Linked DNA regions of Sus scrofa: regions 2 and 3 are each linked to region 1. The links are chromatin contacts, called in public HiChIP or PLAC-seq maps. All regions are on one chromosome and are shown on one strand. Each heading gives the region's core, a stretch centred on a gene start, on an enhancer-like site or on the middle of the called end of the contact. The rest is flanking DNA. Distances are from core to core; before and after follow the strand shown.

Evidence for each region. HiChIP or PLAC-seq counts read pairs in DNA pulled down with a chosen protein or histone mark.
Region 2: an H3K27ac HiChIP or PLAC-seq map of alveolar macrophages shows a contact between it and region 1. The contact joins two enhancer-like sites. A contact is called at or near these places in 2 of 2 datasets of contacts at active chromatin or transcription factors (alveolar macrophages and skeletal muscle).
Region 3: an H3K27ac HiChIP or PLAC-seq map of alveolar macrophages shows a contact between it and region 1, with 8 times the contacts expected there. The contact joins two enhancer-like sites. A contact is called at or near these places in 1 of 47 Hi-C or Micro-C datasets (omental adipose tissue) and 2 of 2 datasets of contacts at active chromatin or transcription factors (alveolar macrophages and skeletal muscle).

What each region holds. Positions count from the first base shown.
Region 1 is chr13:110,403,986-110,407,867 of Sscrofa11.1, forward strand. No RefSeq gene overlaps it. Among named protein-coding and RNA genes, the nearest start is that of TMEM212, 8.5 kb to the right of the region's middle. Within about 2 kb of position 1,651, at least 10 of the 83 cell types and tissues checked have an H3K27ac peak or open chromatin away from gene starts, as enhancers often do. A contact at or near this core is called in alveolar macrophages, where this site is marked.
Region 2 is chr13:110,727,351-110,731,232 of Sscrofa11.1, forward strand. All of the region lies in intron 3 of FNDC3B (fibronectin type III domain-containing protein 3B), which reads left to right. Among named protein-coding and RNA genes, the nearest start is that of FNDC3B, 140 kb to the left of the region's middle. Within about 2 kb of position 1,966, at least 38 of the 83 cell types and tissues checked have an H3K27ac peak or open chromatin away from gene starts, as enhancers often do. A contact at or near this core is called in alveolar macrophages, where this site is marked.
Region 3 is chr13:110,698,456-110,702,337 of Sscrofa11.1, forward strand. All of the region lies in intron 3 of FNDC3B (fibronectin type III domain-containing protein 3B), which reads left to right. Among named protein-coding and RNA genes, the nearest start is that of FNDC3B, 110 kb to the left of the region's middle. Within about 2 kb of position 2,161, at least 51 of the 83 cell types and tissues checked have an H3K27ac peak or open chromatin away from gene starts, as enhancers often do. A contact at or near this core is called in alveolar macrophages, where this site is marked.

The DNA of each region.
Region 1 (3,882 bases), core at 401-2,900:
GTGCCCATTTCAATATTTAAAAAAAATGTATTATTAGGAAACATAGAATAATAAAACAAGTAATGAGACCAAAGGGTAGGAATTTGGCTTTTATTTTGCTTTTGGTAGAGAGATTTTGTCTCAATCTTGGAACAAATTTGAACATTGGAGGTGGTTAAGCTATAGGCTGGAAACAATTTTTAAGAAGAGCAGGACTCATATTCACCTCTTTGGAGTTATACAAATGAAATCTGCTTAGAGGATGGAAAGGAATGGAAGAGATTAGAGGATGACATTAAAAGATCCTATAGAACAGATATTTATTAAAAACATTAGTTAATATAGCATTATGAAAAATGAAGGGTAAACATTTCATAATTTCTGTGTGTGTGTGTGTGTGAATGGCAAGCCTATTTTCATAGCTCTTACTATTCTTACGCCTACACACACACATGTAAACTTACCTGTAAATGGTCCCTTATAGACTTGGGTCTGACTAGAGATGGCAGAAACTTCCTTGGCACTTATTAGCATTGGGCCTCTCCTTCCTGCCATTCACTAAACATTGATTTCCAAAATGGATTTTTTCAAAACTTCTTCCCCCTCTCCCTTTTAGAGAAAATAGATAATTTTCTTAACACATAAACACTTCTTACTTCAAGTTTATAAGAACATGGATCAGGAGTTTGACCTATCACTTTCGAAAAACTGCCCATCTTTAACATGGAGTCAGGCAAAAGAAATGCAAAAATAATAGTGGAAACTATTTCACATGATCACTGAGGCTGTAAGGAGTGGGGAAAGGAGAGCCTCCATGAAGAGAGAATTGGTAGAAAAAGTAGAGTTCACTCTGTTTTAAAATATCCTAAGTGAATATGGTATAAAAACCACAAAGCATAGTTTTATCCTCAAAGGATGTAAAGGAAATAGAATCTTTAGGAAAGAATGACTGTGTGCTAGGGAGAGAGTTGAAAAGTATATTTTGCAAGAAAGTCAGACTTCAACTCAGAACTCGGCTTTTTCAGCTTGAGGCCAAGACTATAAAAATTAGAAGAAACCCTTTCTTTAGGACTAGATTGAAGGGTTTATATTATGCATCCCAGCAGCCAGCTTTGCATGACCTGTTTTCTCTCCCTTTACTCTAAACTCTGTAATGGTGATTATAATTTTCCCATTCTGGGCTTAAGGCTGCCACTTTCTTTTGTGCTGAAAACCCAGGACTGTTATTAGCATGGTTGCATGATTGTTGGCCTTACAAATAGTTATTCATAAATACCAAAGTGGAAAAAAAAATCATGTTTAGCAACAATATACTAGACATTGTTTTATTACATATATCCAGTCCAGAAGATTTAAAATTCAGATTAGATCATTATCACATATGTAATGGGTAGAATTTGGAACATCTATGCTGAGGTTTATACCAAGTTGATCTGAGTTGAAAGAACTGAGTAATAATGTTGAAGAGTCACACTTAGCTGAATTTAAACCCTTTAAAACTTAACACATGAATTGAAAATTTGCCCTCTCCCTAAACTATAAACTTCTTGAAGCATGACTGGTCTCTCCCTGTGGTATTATCTTTCAATTTTGAACAACTGAACTAATCTAAGTAATGATTCATCTGTCACTAGAGGGGGTTGAAGCATTTCTGTCCTCTGTTGCCACAGAGCAAGAAAGATTCTAGAAAGTTGTCCTTTCTCCCACTTGGTATGTGTGGGAGTATCAAACCCCAAATAGAGCAGTGCTAAACTTTTTTTTTTCATATTTTGTTTTTCTATAAACAAACTTTATCTGTGGCCTTGTAGCAGACGGTCAGTTCCAGGAAACACACGGCTAACAATGTCATTCCCCTTGTATTGCACGTAATATAAAAACAGAGTTTAAGTAAATATTTGAATTAGGACAATTTGAAAAATTTAACTTTGGAGTAGCCTTTCCCTGGCATGTATTGATCACTTTTTCTAGAGTGGCTCTTTCTAATATGCTATCCCTACACCATTTAAATGAAGCTTGTTCAGTGTAACATATAATATATTAGCAGAGTATAATCCTAGAAACTCAGCATTTGCAGAATGGAACTGCAATTAGGAGATTCAACTCCTGCTGCATATCAAAGAAAAGCTGATCTATAAATAGCAGTAGAGCAACACCTAGTGCTAAGCACAGATATAGCAGAAAGATCTCAGTCACAACCATCTTATTAGGCCTTAGGTTTTATACTGAATGGATAAACAACAAGGTCCTACTCTGTAGCATACGGAACTATATTCAATATTCTATGATAAATCGTAATGGAAAAGAATAGGAAAAAAGAATGTATACCTATTCATAACTGAATCACTTTGCTACACAGCAGAAATTAACACAACATTGAAAATCAACTATACTTCAATAAAATAAATTTTTAAAAAGTTTTAGTTTATGGTTGCAATAGGATGACTCTTTTCCTTGGTATTTTAACCATGGAATTATTCTGTGAAATGACAAGCCTGGACTGGCTGGTCTTTAAGGTTCTTATAGACTCAGTGTGTGATCCTGCAGTTGGGTTATTTTTATGTACTTTTCATTTTCATTGCCCTACATTCTTCTTAGTGAACTTGTCCATTAGATAAAGGAGGCTTGCTTAGGCCTAGCTTTTACCTTTTATGTCAATTAGCTTTGCGTAGATTGTGAGAAAGAAGCAGAAGTGTTTATGTACTTGGACAATGCCATGAGGAAGTTCCAAGAAATGCCCTTTCTCTTCTTTAAAAAAATAGTAAATATATACATATGTACAAACTAGGGTAGGATACCTCCATTGTTGAAAAAGGAAAGTGTGGGCCTTTGTATGAAAAAAATGATCCCACATCTGCTAGTAGTAGGTGGTGTTTATTCTATGCTACTCAATTCCTTATGTCATAAGGACGCACTTCTTTTATTATCCTATCTCAGAAGAGATCACAATATCATCTGTATGGAAATACAAAAAGAGCATAAGTTTTCATAGCCAAATTCTCTGGAGCACAAGTTTTCTATGTCTTTGTTATTTCATTTGTCTATAGACCGGGGAAAATACTTACTATTTATGGAAAGTGGTCAGATAAAGAAATAGATAAAACCTTTGAATATGCAGAGATACATAAAAACCGTTAAATTAGATAGATCACCATGAACATGAACTGCTTTAAAAGCTGGCATCACCAGTGGAGGAAAAATGTGCATGAGAGCTTTCTTTCAGAGGCAGAAGTTCCTGCTGGACTTAAGCAGTTAGTCTGTGATCTTGTGTCTTTTCCTTTAAAACACACAATGTCATGTGGCAGTATGTCAGGGGCTGGTGTCCTCAGGCCAAAAGAATCGCAGGATGGTGACTTCAGGGTGCCTCTCCCATGATCTGCATACAATGCGGAAGTGTCACAGTGCAGTCTCACAGCTGGGTGAGCTAACCGGGAAGCTTTTCCTTGTGTTTCTGTGTGGATTTTCATGGAGAGGGGATGGAGAGATTTAAGGTAGCAAGAAATTAAATATTTTTAGGTGAAAGCCTGAAGAGCTAGCTTTCACAGCAAAACAGTCTGTATAAACTAGCGACTGTGATAAGCAGTGACTTCATAAATTCATTCATTCATTCATCATTTCTAAACATCTACTGTGAGTCCAGCACTGTTGTTGGCTCTGGGGTGTTGTAGTGAACAAAACAAAGTATTGGCCTCTGTGTCCAACTAGTTTTCATTCTAGTTCGGAAGACGCATAGAAATCAAGTGAGCCAAAAGCTAGGAAGAATAAAATCATGTGGTAATGAGTAAGCTCAGAAAAAGGATGAAGAAAAGGTTGACGAGGGCTGGTCTGTGATGAGGGGCCCTTTGAGCAGAGGCCTGGATGAAGCAAGGGAGTGAATCAGTGGTTTGTACATACTTAGTTTAAGTT
Region 2 (3,882 bases), core at 716-3,215, 320 kb after region 1:
ATGTCTAGTTTTAAAAAAGTTTACTGTACATTTGCTATTCAATAGAGGCCAGTGGACTGTGGAATCTCATAAAAAATAGCAGTTGTGATCAGGGTTAATGTAGGATGTAAGCTTGCAGAAAGTACTTTGAGGCAATTAAAACAGCTCTATTCAAACAACATTCATCCCATAGATACAGGGGGATAGCATGAACTGAAACTCCTGGGTTTTTATGCTGCCTCCTCCCTGCTAACCACATACATACACACATTCCTCAGCTGTAAAGGTTTACCCAGGTGATTTCATCTCCTTGGCCTAACTTTCCTCACCAGTCTGATGAGAAGAGTTAGTGGATGCTTTTACGTTCCACAGTCATCAACTGAAGTTTGTGGTGGCCCCAGCTAACCCCCATTCTGACCTAGTGACTCACGGAGACATTTTTCTTCTTCCTCCTCTCTTCACATTTACACGTTTTGATTGCATTATTGCTTGTACTTAGTGGGGCCGTAGGCAAAGCATGTCATCCTCTGAAGCACATAGAAGTGCGTGTGGACAGGCATGTTGCCCCTGGTTCTGGCCATGCCTCTGCCATCCATTCAGCTGGATGGTGTTTCTGCAAAGTGGACCATGACTCTCCTGGGGGTTTGGTAGAGCAGACTCCTGGCCCTCTTGCAGATCTATTGAGGAGGAATCTCTGGAAGTAAGGCTCTAGACTCTGTATTTTAAGAAGCCTCCAAAGTGATCTTTGGGCTCACTACAAATTGGTAGCCTGAGTGATTTAGTTCTAAGTAGGTATTACAGTCTTTCGATATATCCCATGGTTCTCTGAAGACAGGGTCCGTGCTGTACGTGTACGTGTGTGTATGAATAAAACTTCTCAGAATAAGTTGTGGTCATCTGGTTTGTCTCTTCATGTAACAAATATTTGCATGCTTATTGTATACAAAACCTTGTGTTAGTTGCTGTGGGAATAGAGGCAGAACAGATCTCAGTGACTGATGAGTTACGAGGGACATGGTTTATGGCTGGGTTTATAGCGGGGTGTGGGAATCTCGATGTGCCATTAAGAGAAAAGGGAACACAGGCAGAGTGGGCAGCAGCTTTGGGAGAGGAGATGCCTGTGTAAATGGGAGTCTTTAGAGTGATGATGAAATAAGCCTGAATTTCCACAACTAGTTATGAAACTGGTACCCCTTAAAGATTCATAGTATTGTAGACTATGGGGGAAGGGGAGTCTTTTAGATGCTGTTTCAGTCTCTTCAGAAGCAGGAAAAACTGGTATCATTTGGAGGCTATCTGGTTTAGGTCAGAGGAAAAATATAATGAGGGAAGCCATTATGTTTAAAGATGACCTTTCCTCTCAGACTTGAGAGAGGCTGGTGTTCTTAATAACCTCTAATTGATTTTGAATCTCTAACAGAATGACCCCTAGAAATAAAATTTGAAGTGATGTAGGCATGCTAAGTAGATATGTTCATTTAGTATTTTTAAAACATGCCTTTAGAGCTTGCTCTCCATGGTCAAGGAAAGTGTTGGCATGTCATCTTTAAAGTGCGCCACCAGGCTCCCCTCTTCCTCCTTGGCTAAGGGAGGGGGGCACAGACTGCTGTTCTCACCCACTGAGTGCATTTCCACAGGTAGCCTCATGGTGTTTCCCCAGACTGCTTAATAAATGAAAGTCAACTGTTACTGCTTTTTCCTTACTTTGGCCTGAAGATGATGCAGGGTGGCCTGTTGAGTTTCAGAGGGTCTTAGAATTCTAACCAGAAGTAGTATTAAGTGTGTGTGCCCTTCTCAACAGCAGTGGCCTCAGCACTGAGTTGTTTTTGCAGTTGTGGCTGTGACTTCCCTTCGTTCCCCCAGAATCGGTATGGTACACTGGGAGAAATCCTTTGCCAACAGGACCGGAAGTGACAAGTGAAGGTTGGGCTCAGTGGAGGAGAACAATTCAAGGAGCTGGTGTAGTCACAGGAAGGACAGAGTCAGGAAGAAGCATGAGTCAGCCTGGTGGTTGTCCGTGGTCTTCTCACACCAGCCGCAGCAGATCTGGGGACAAAGATTGAGTCAGAGCTGCCTGGCCGGAGGTCTGGGCAGCGCAGTGGATGTGATATGCCAGACACCAAGAGAACTTCCTGAGGCTTAGAGCTTTCTGGGCTCTTCTTGTTGTGTGGGAACCTATGATGAGCACCATGCTTTTTGCCTCATCCCCTATCCTGAGCCTCAGCCCTGGCAGAGCCCTGGAGGCAGTACTGGGTACATTTTTGCCAGTGGTGCTTTCAGAATAAGTGGTCAGGGTGTGATTTGCATTTGGCATTATCAGCAGTGCTACACCCAAATGCAAATGCTAAGAACCTGTTAAGGACAGAGGACTCTAATATGGAATCTTGAAGAAATTTCTCTACTTTGAGCATAGTATGCATGTTTTTAATGCCAGTGGAAGTAAAAACGCATTGGTAATTTGGAGTGAATTTTAAGGGTTCTTATAGTAGAATCTGTTTAATTTAGTGACAGGATGTAATGAACTTTGAGTACATGAATGAGACATAGAGATGAAGAATTTTACTTGTTTAAAAAAGGGTTAAAAAAGAACTGAGTCTTACACAAAGCTTTCTGCTCCAAAGCCCCACCCCTTTTGCCACACTAGCGGCAGAGAAATTACAGAAAGCTGATTGTGTTGTCTATTTGGCAAGTCAAAGCAAGATACAGCAAGCTAAAAAGATGACTATCCCAGATTGCTTTCACTTTCTGTGACATAAAGGTTCTAAATATAAGAAATAAGAAGCCCCTGGGCAGTTGCTCTTTGGAATTTGTGTGGACAGATCCAGGTCATCCTTGTACTTCTTTGTGCTTTTTAAGAAGTGAGACTTTCTGATTAGGGGGTCAGAATTTCTGTCTGATAGCTCTTAAGTTTGATTTGTTACAAACTTTAAATTTATAATTTCTGATAAAATAGGAAACAAAAATTGCTTTCTTGCTCTCGATTTCATTATCAGAGGTTTACATTAGTCACGTATTAAAACCTTGAATTTCTCCTCTACTTTACAAATACATTAAACAACTCTGATTTTTATTTCATTTTTGCTCTGTTATTAATGCATTTGCTTTAATTAATTATATGTCCAGTATGGTTCTTAAAGAACTTTGTCAGAATGTGTCATTTTTACTGACTTTTGGCTGTTGTTCAAATATAGTAAAGTTATTAATTGGTCTTAATGTTTGCTTTATAAGAAAATGCAATCTAGGAGTTCCCATTGTGGCTCAGCGGAAACGAATCTGACTAGGAACCATGAGGTTGCGGGTTTGATCCCTGGCCTCGCTTAGTGAAAGATCCGGCATTGCTATGAGCTGTGGTGTAGGTCACAGACGTGGCTCGGATCCCGAGTTGTTGTGGCTGTGGTTTAGTCCGGCAGCTGTAGCTCTGATTGGACCCCTAGACTGGGAACCTCCATATGCCACAGGTGTGGCCCTAAAAAGACAAAAACACCAAAAAAACATTTCTTCCAGTCTTTAGTGGCATATTATGCTTCTACTTATCCAGGTTTTGCTAGTCTTAGGTAGCAGTTTATGTGCCTGGTCTATTAACCCTTTTAAGAATTACTGAATTTGGAGTTCCCATTGTGGCGCAACAGAAACGAATCTGACTAGGAACCATGAGGTTTCAGGTTCGATCCCTTGCTCAGTGGGTTAAAGATCTGGTATTGCTCTGAGCTGTGGTGTGGGTCACAGACGTGGCTCGGATCCTGTGTGGCTGTGGCTGTGGCTGTGGCTGTGGCCAGCAGCAACAGCTCCGATTAGACCCCTAGACTGGGAACCTCCACATGCCGCAGGTGCAGCCCTAAAAAGCAAGGGAAAAAAAAAAAAGAATTACTGAATTCAAGTACATTATAAAATTATTACACTTTT
Region 3 (3,882 bases), core at 911-3,410, 290 kb after region 1:
ACGGAGTACTTTCTTTGGTCAAAATACTATGGATTTATTTGAAGCCTGGATGGCCAGTTAAATGTGGAATATTTGTTTGGTTTTCAGTAAAATAGTAGGTAGCCAAATCCAGTATTTTCTTTTCCCCCCACGAGGAGGTGCTAGTGAGATCCACTTAATGGATATTCAATCCCTATCTGAGGACCCAGCTTGAGGAAGTGGCCCCTTAGATTAGATGTGCTCTGGGTGTTCATTTTCACAGAGGGTTGAAATAATAGAGTACCTTTTACATCACTAAATCTCTAAGTATCTGTAGTGTTTCATTTTGTTTGGGCCTCTAGCTCCTCTTCATGGGAACATTAGACCTGTACCCCCTTGTGAGCTCCTGCTCTGTGTGGTTTTCTTCCTCTTCTGGTTTGCTCCTAATGTCTCTGTTGCTATGGACTCCTCTTGGAAGCTGCATCGTCCCTTTTGCACTTGGGTTTGTGTGTGCATGTTTGTGCTTAGGGCAGTCACCCTCTTCTCCACTGTGGCAGCTCAGGCGCCTCCCAGAGCTGTGTGGGTCAGACAGTCTTTTTGGTGGTGCTTGTGTGTGTTACTGTCTGCTTCTGTGTGCCTCTTCTCCCGTGACACCTTTCTTCATGCCCTGGGCTACCTCTCCATCTTCACCTCCTTCCTCTCCTTTTTTTTTCTTCTTTTTTTTCTTTTTTCTTTTTTCTTTTTTGTCTTTCTGTCTTTTCTAGGGCCTCACTCGTGGCATATCAAGGAGGTTCCCAGGATAGGGGTCTAATTGGAGCTGTAGCCACCAGCCTATACCAGAGCCACAGCAGTGCCAGATCCGAGCCGCGTCTGTGACCTACACCACAGCTCATGGCAACACCAGATCCTTAACCCACTGAGCGAGGCCAGAGATTGAACCTGCAACCTCAGGGCTCCTAGTCAGATTTATTAACCACTGAGCCATGACGGGAACTCCTTTCCTGTTTCTTTTACTAATGCCCTCCACGGGACTAGATAGTTTCTTTAGCAGACCTGGTATTTTTGGAGAGAAAGATTTGACCTTTGAGCTGTCCACCTAAGGAGACCTTTCTCCAAGAGTGGAGGGGAAAGCCCTCAACTTAGGAAGTTTCTGAGAAAATTCACACTTTTTTCTTTGGGTCTTTTTTTTTTTTTTTTTTTAATTTTTTAGGGCTGCACCTGTGGCTTATGGAGGTTCGTAGGCCAGGGGTCGAATTGGAGCTACAGCTGCCAACTTAGGCCAGAGCCGCAGCAATGTGGGATCCGAGCTGTGTCTGTGACTTACACCACGTGTTATGGCAATGTCGGATCCTTAACTTGCAAGGCAGGGATTGAACCTGTGTCCTCATGGATACTAGTTGGGTTCTTTACCCCTGAGCCATGGTGGGAACTCCACTTTTTTTCTTTTTAAAGGGTCTCTGGTCTAAATCTACAGCAAACTAAGAAACTCCTAGCCCAGCTCTTTTAGCATGTTAAGTTAATCATGTTGGTTTATATGAACAGGATTGATTTTGGACCTTACTAAGCCACCTACATAAAGTATGGTTTTGTCATTTATTCAGTGTATCTCTTTGTGCAGGGTGATTTTTTTGCCTCCTGTCCTAAATCCATCCTGTGAGATACCATGATAACATCTGGTGTGCTTTCTTTGTTTACTGTTTTTATTGTGTGTGTTTAGAAGAAAAAAAGTCCCTTGTGATCACTTTAGTGTGTCAGCTCTTTAGGTCAGGTTTTCCGTCCTGACTCAGTGCATGTCAGGGCTTTGGAGATTGGTGGGTTGGGTGTGCAGAATTTCCTCTGTTGGACCCAGGAGCCAGAAAGCCACGAAGAAGTTTGATTTGGCTCTTGGTAGCCTTTTCCAAATATGAATTTGGATGCAGTACAGTACGTCCTCTAAGAAAATGAGGAGAAGGGAAAACCAGTAACTCTATAACTGGAAATACTTGGGGAACATTTCAAAATGGGGACGCTCTAACCTGTAGTATTTGGAGTCTCCCCTAAGCTTGCGTCTCTGTGGTGTGCAGAGGCCAGTCTTGTTTCTCCGGACTGAGCACTCCCTTCGCTTAGGAAAACCATAGAGCAGCCTCTGTCCTGCGGGTGTTGCACGCTGACTTGCTCCAGACAGTCTTGAATGTGACCTGGCAGCCAGTGCAGTTTCCTGCTGACGTGGCCTCCCACAACTGAGCCGAACAGAGCCGCTCACTGTGCTGAGGGAGGAGCGGCCCAGGGCATGAATCACCAGTGGGATAAGGAACAAATTAAGAGGGGAAAGCGCCTAGCTGTTCAGGTTTCCTTCTAGATATACTTAAAAGACACCTTTTTTTTATAGGAAGGGAGGAGGAGGAAGAAAAACAGGAGTGAAGAATGCCACAAGAATCAAACAGTGATTTTGTTTGGCCATAGGAAGGGTTCTTATCAGCAGGAGTTAACTTCTGGGGTGAGACCCCGTCTGCCGCAGACATCTGAGAGGATGCTTTAGAAGGCCAGACTGGGCTGCAGCCTGCAGCCTGCTCAGGCCACACTCATGCAGAGGTTGGTGGGAGTGCAGGCTCCCAGGCATGTCCTGCAGACAGACATTCCAAAAAGCAAATCAAAAGTTTAGTTTGTGTCTTGGTGGAAAAAGCTCTCTCAACTTGGTAGGAGCTGGAGAAAGGGACTCTTGAGAAACTGTTTCGGAGCCAGTCCTGTTTTGTGGTTTTCCCATCAGTGGTGTCAGCATTCCCTTGGATGCTCAGTATTGGCTAATGTTTCACCCACTGCTTGGTACTTTGAATTTGCGTATTTGAAAAGGTCCAAGTATAGCTCCTTGCTACCTTCCAGTGGGGCCAGAAGTCAATCTGTCATGGAATTTTAGAGTGAGATGGAACTTCAGTTCTGATCTAGACCTCCAGTGGCTTCGTCTGGTTTTTCAGGGTTGCTGTAGAACCTTTTTTTCATTCAATTTTGCCTGGACGTCCTCTATACAAAATAGAGGCCAGTGGAGCTGATTGAGGCACACTTGCTACTCTTTCTTCTGGTAAAGGGTTTTAAAACTTTTCTCCAGACCACCTTGCCCTCCTAGTAGTTGAAAAACCACTGATCTGATCCACCCTTTCCATCTTATAGGTGAGGGAATTTTGCCTCAGGTAGCTCACTTTGTTAGGTAATATTATAATGACTTTGGAAGTGCCTTAGAATAAAAGTTCTTTGATCTGCCTCTTGCTTTTGAGCCTCCATAATCTCTTAGTTATTGTAATAGCCTCACCGCCTCCAGCGCAGCTTTAGGGTAGGCGGTAATGTTGTAGTGCTGCATTGTGTATGTTTGCAGGCTACAGAGCTAGAAATCTTGCAGGAGTACAACCCAGATGGTGTGAGTACAACCCAGATGGAGTCACTATTCTAGGTGTGAGGTGAACTGGGGGGGTGGCAGTAAGACTGAAGATGAAGGGAACCATTTGAAAGGAAGAGCCGTCAGCACTTTTAAGCATGGTTAAGTTTTTAAAGTATGGTTTAAATTACAGAAATTGGATATGGAAAATTAACCAAGAGAACTTAGTCAAAGATGGTTCTCAAATACCCAGCCAAGCAATAGGGAGAATGTGGAGCCCGTCTGAGGACAACTTTCTTCCCTTTCAGCTCTCTGGGCTCTTTAAGCTTCTTAAAAATCCAGCAAGACCCGAGTTCCTGTCGTGGCACAGCGGTTAACGAATCCGACTGGGAACCATGAGGTTGCGGGTTCGGTCCCTGCCCTTGCTCAGTGGGTTAACGATCCGGCGTTGCAGTGAGCTGTGGTGTAGGTTGCAGACGCGGCTCGGATCCCGCGTTGCTGTGGCTCTGGCGTAGGCTGGTGGTGGCTGCAGCTCCAATTTGACCCCTAGCCTGGGAACCTCCATATGCCGCAGGAGC